2 separate regions of the Zea mays genome follow, and region 1 is linked to region 2. A link is a contact called in public Hi-C data. All regions are on one chromosome and are shown on one strand. Each heading gives the region's core, a stretch centred on a gene start, on an enhancer-like site or on the middle of the called end of the contact. The rest is flanking DNA. Distances are from core to core; before and after follow the strand shown. Region 1 overlaps LOC103629826 (a long non-coding RNA gene). Region 2 holds the start of LOC100275568.

The links. A called contact is a pair of places that touch in the nucleus more often than the background predicts.
Region 1: a contact with region 2 is called in a Hi-C map of root tip, with 2.5 times the contacts expected there. The contact joins the enhancer-like site here to the promoter of LOC100275568 in region 2. A contact is called at or near these places in 6 of 25 Hi-C or Micro-C datasets (ear, endosperm, leaf and 2 more).

The regions. Positions count from the first base shown.
Region 1 is chr6:115,475,467-115,478,166 of Zm-B73-REFERENCE-NAM-5.0, reverse strand. LOC103629826 (a long non-coding RNA gene) reads right to left here. Exons shown (of 7, transcript XR_554655.4): 2 at 2,477-2,700; 3 at 2,303-2,373; 4 at 764-882; 5 at 1-661. Among protein-coding and RNA genes, the nearest start is that of LOC103629826, 3.5 kb to the right of the region's middle. Within about 2 kb of position 1,321, at least 2 of the 20 cell types and tissues checked have an H3K27ac peak or open chromatin away from gene starts, as enhancers often do. A contact at or near this core is called in root tip, where this site is marked.
Region 2 is chr6:115,415,122-115,417,821 of Zm-B73-REFERENCE-NAM-5.0, reverse strand. It overlaps LOC100275568, which reads right to left and starts at 1,337. Exons shown (of 2, transcript NM_001149620.2): 1 at 1,089-1,337.

The DNA.
Region 1 (2,700 bases), core at 72-2,571, 60 kb before region 2:
CGAGATGCTCAGGGCGCTGAGCTTCAGCTCCCCCCGGGCCGCCGCCACGCCGTCGTTGTCGTCGCGCGCCCAGCAGTAGAGGCACGCGGATAGGCCGACGCACTACGCCAGGGGCGCCGCGCGCCGCGTCATCCACCAGCCTCACTAGAAGCAACTTGCTCATGGCGGGCCGCCACCATGGCTGTTGTGCCTAGTGTAACCTCAAGCAAGTCTAGTCTGTTTCTGTCTGTGTATACGACTAAAAAAACAACAGACGAGGGATTCGGACGAGGCAGCCAGTGCTCTCACGTAGCCAGCTTCTCCTGTTCCAGCTCAGTTCTTGTTCATCCAGCAGAGCACCAAAAAACAGAAAAGCGGAGTGATGTACTTACTATTCCTCCTCCTCCCATGTATATATATATGATGGCAAGCAGCCTGATCTTTTCAATTCTTCTTCCATTACTATCTCGCTTTGCTTCAGTTGTCCTATGATTCAGATGGCACTGAGTTGTCAACGACTCCAGGAGGCTACATGTGCCGAGCTATACTCTCCAGATGACTTTCGGGATGTCTAGCTGTCAGCATCCACTGAAGAAGAATCGGTCCTTGAAACGAAGGCCATAGGAAGCACTGATGGACCACTGATTTTTGCCACCAAACAACATGTGTAACATAAAGCAACCTACGCCAGTTACATTGTCTGTCAGCAGGTATAACCGATGGTTGTTTAACAACATATTGCAACCAGACTAACTCAGTATGCTCCAGAACATTTGCGTTATACCTGATTTCCTACGTTGCAACCACTTCAGTCCATTCCTCATTTGTCCTCTCATTTCAACAACCAGCTCCATTTAGAAGCCAAGTTTCTGTTGGCGCAGCGTTCAAATCACATGAAAGACTCTGCAAGCCACAAAGAGAAGTCCATGTGAGCCGCACACCTTCCTTACAAACGTTAGGACGACTCCTTGACAGGGACATGACACCTTCAAAACGAATAATTCGAAGCTTTTCATAACATGTTAGTCATGCTTGCAAGGCACATACACCATCTAACATTGCCCTGCACCTCTTGACACTCCCAGAGACAGAAATTCTAACAAAAGTTGCAGTTACCATAATGCAAGAATGTTGTGATTTTGGTGCTTGCTCGAACCACGAATACCAAGTCAGGAGAGGGCAGGAGCCGGCGCACGGTAGCGTGTGCGGTCGGCGGCGAAACGGGGCCGACGAGTCAGGGGAGGGCAAGAGCTGGCACAGGGCAGGGCGTGCGGTCGGTGGTGAAACAGGGCCGACGGTTGGAGGCCGTGGCCGAGGGCGAGACGGGCCGATGGAGCAGGCCCATGGGCGACGACGGGGACATGAACTTGAAGGCGAGGTTAGGAAGAGAATGGCGTGGAGGACAGGGACCGAACAGAAGCCGCCGCGAGGGGGTCAGCGGCGAAGCGTGGCTGGTGGTTGGAGGCCGTGGCCGAGGGTGATGCCTGCGTGCTGGTGGAGCAGGCCACGAGCGACAGCGGGAACAGGGATCCGACAGCGAGGTCGATAGCACCGAGCCACCAACGCGTCCATAGCACCGAGCCACCGACGCGTCCTCCTACGCTGGGGGCGGTGGGGCAGCGCGCCGCCACCGGGGCTAAGGCCAGTGGCCGCGTCCGCGCAGGGGCCACCGTTGCCGGGGCTTGATGTCGCGCCGCCGCCAGGGATGGAGCTCGGGGCCGGTGCCGCCATTGCCCGGTCTCCTGCACCCGCGCCATGGCCGGGGCCAGGGACGTCGCGCCAGCCGCGGGCGGCCACGCCCGCGCCGCCGTGGAGCCGCCCCGGCCGTGCCTGCGCGCCCGCGCGCTAGGGCCATCGCGGATGCGCCCGTGCCGTCGCGGGGGTTTGCCATACGAAATCCTAGGCGGCGATCTCAACGGGATTGTCGGGTGCTTACGGAAGCGGTCCGGCGGGAGGGCGGGATGCGGGGCTGCCGGCGGGATGCGGGTTGGGGTGCGGTCGCGGGCGGGATGTGGGCTGCGCGTGGCAGAACGGCAGAACCATAGGTGTGGACGCCTATGTTACTCACATAATTAGTAGTAGAGATTATATTGAAGTTGACAAAAGAGAGCATGTCAGACATATAGTGTTTTCGATTTTGAGCAACCACATTTAGTCTCGATGGGAACTCCCTTTCTTTAGCCTGTACGTATGTTTTGTGAAGCAGCAACTATTAATAGAAATGGGTGGTTTTTTTGTAAATATAGTAGTTTTCTAATTTGTGTGCATTATAACCTGAGTTCATGCTGTTTGTGCAAGTAGATGTATAATGTAGAAATATTACCTTTTTGGAGGAGATTCAAACGAAGGCATATTATCTTTTGCTTTGAGTTGCCTAGTGCTAGTTGTTTGGTCCTGCAGAAGGAAAAATGTAGTGGGCTTTTTTATGTGCTCATTTTGTTGATGCATTTCTACCTTTCTGGTCATTAGTTTTTGGAATAAGGTGGAGGAACTGTACCTTTGTGATTTCTTCTTTAGCATTACATTTGGATCTATGTTCTTCAGTATCAGATGTAGAAGTCTGTTGGCTGCTATATGCATCTTGATACATGTTAATCCTTTATTATACACGATATACATTTCTAAAAAAAACTAAAAACAACCTATATTTTGGAATGTAAGTAGTTTATTTATGGCAAACATCAGTATGGAATTCAGATCATATAAATTGATATTGTTGGA
Region 2 (2,700 bases), core at 88-2,587:
ATAAAAGGAAGCAACAGAAAACAGTATCAAATATCAATTTATGTGCTGCACGCATGGACGGAGGAGTGTTGAATGCATCTATGTTTTCCCCATGCTTTAAGTAAAAAAAACTGGACCCGCAGGGATAATACAGCCACAGCCCCCGAGCAAGAAGAAGACCTTCTCATATGAGAACAACGCGACCAGGGCTTAGACTACCTAACCAACTCAGCTAGAGGCCCTTTCGCACCATGGTTCAAGTAACAACCACCAAGCACAAATAAAGCAAACTGGCTAGCAATTTCTGCTCTCAGCTCCTGGGGGACGCATCTAATCGCAATTTCATGGGAAGCAGTTTCCAGATCAGTATATCTGTAGCCGAATTCAGAAACAAGAAGATAGTTAACAGAATGTAAAGTGTGTCATTGAGGTTCGAAATGTAGACATCCGAAACGTTCTTGTCAAACAACGGCATCTTATCCAGAAGCTGGTACTACACCAATTTGAAGGTTAACACCAGCTAGTAGCATAATATGCGGATGCGGAGTTTCCAATGGGATCAAACTGTCAGCCCGTAGATACCGAAAATAGGCAGCAAGTTGGACGGGGTTTGGGCAAGAATGGTTGTAGAAATGTCACTTTCATCTTCCGTTCGTGGCTGGATTTGCAGCCTGGAACATGTTAGGCCACACCCAGTCACCCACCCACCCTAGGCCAAACGCACTGCTGCTTGAACCCAGAAAAAGGAACCTGGCCTGGTGGACTTACCCATCCACTTGTGCGGAACAAGCAAATTCAGCACACGAACATCCCCCAAACACTTACACATACTGGCACGCGCGGAAAAAAGCTAGTCGAGCGGCGGCAGCGGGACACATTTGCTCGCCGCTCGGCAGCGAGGGCGCAGGTAATCGCGCGTGGAAGGCAGCTACTAGGAGTACACGGTACACAGAACAATGGTCCGCGCGAGAGCCACACGCTTGGTGGAGGCCCCCGATTCAGGGCCCCTACGAAACCAAGCGCCTCGCTCGCGAGTAGTACGACGTTGGAGGGAGCGCGGCGCAGGCGAGGGTCCAGGCGGCGGGCGGGCGGGCGAGGAAGGAACGGACCTGGTTGGTTCCAGCGGACGGGGCAGTTGAAGGCGAGCCCGCCAATGGCGCCGACAGCGAGGGCGCCGGAGGACGCGATGCAGTGCGGGCGGGGCGGGGCGGCAGAGCAAAGCAGAGTGGGGGTGACTGCCGCGTGACCGGGGAGGACCTGCGTTGATGGATGATGGGTTAGTTGGTGGCGACGTGGTGGGGTGGTTTTTTTTTCCTGTTAGATCTGGGACGTGTTAGCGTCGTGCGGGGACGCTGTTTTTTTCTCTCTCTCCCTCACCCCCCAACCCCCTCTCTCTCTCTCTTTGCTCGTAGTAGTTCGGCACTTCGCTTCACTTTGCCTTTACTGTATTTTTCTCCGGCGGCGGCGCCTCTATCGCGTGTTGATTTTGGGTTGGCGCTGGCCAGCACTGGATCTGGCGCTCGTGATTTGTTCACGGCCTCGGCCGGGACGCTGCGGCGTGGTTGCCTTGCCCCGGTCACGCCTTGGATTCTTCGCTCGTGGGCGTGGCCTCGTGCTCTCCTGCCCACCCGCGTAAGTACGCGACAGGCGTCCCACTCCCACCCACCTGCTCCCCGGTGCGTCGTACGGTGGAGATTCCATCGGTCTTTGATTACTGTTGTATAGACGCGCGCGCATCGGAGAGATCCAGCTGCACGCCAACGCTTTGACAAGCACGGACTGCAAGCGGCGTAATTACGTCGGCACCAGCGAGACCGATAGTGCTATGAATATGGACGAGGGTTTTTTTTTTTGCCAACACCAACCCAACAAAAAATAGGAGCTTAAAGCATAGCCTGGTATAAATAATATAGGTCGGACCGGTACAGCTAGAAGGAGGACCTAGGTCAGTCTCAAATTCTAGCTCGTCGGGCCCCTAACACGGCCCAATGAAGCAAATATTGTTCAATTTCTTTAATTTAATAAGTTATAGATTTTACATTGTTGTAATATTTGAACTTCATGTTATCAAATGATGCTCACATTATTTAATATCTTTAGTTTAGTAAGCTATTTACTTTATATGTTTGTAATATTTGAATTTTATATTGTTCAAATATATGAGCTGGGCCGGGGCGGCCCCAACCAAAGCATGACGTGTTTTATGACCGGACTGGACCATAGTTTCTACTCTTTAAGCTGACACGGCACGACCTAAAAATTTTTGTGTCTTCTGAGCCCAAAATCGTTTGGTCCGATGCACGATGGGCTCGAACCGGTTCGACCTAGCCCAATTGCTAGCACTAGAAAGGAACCTACAAAGATGGCGTAAGTGCTAAATGTTTAAGGTAAACTATAAGTGGGCGTGTTGCATGCTCTACCGTTCAGATATTTGATACCAGACACTAAGATTATATTTGGTTGCGGGATAGTTATAATAGTTAAGGACAATCATATCCCCAAGCGTCCGTCCAAATTTGACGAACAGCTGGACACGGCACTGGGATGGGATGGTCCTAATTCAATCTCTAACCTTGAACTAAGTAGCCTTATCTAAAGGATCATCACATCTCATCTCGTCTCATCATTGTAACCAAACACACTCAGCTAAACTAAACTTGTAAGCACAATAGTAACACTTGACTATAGATAACATACGACACAATAATTTGAAGTTATTGT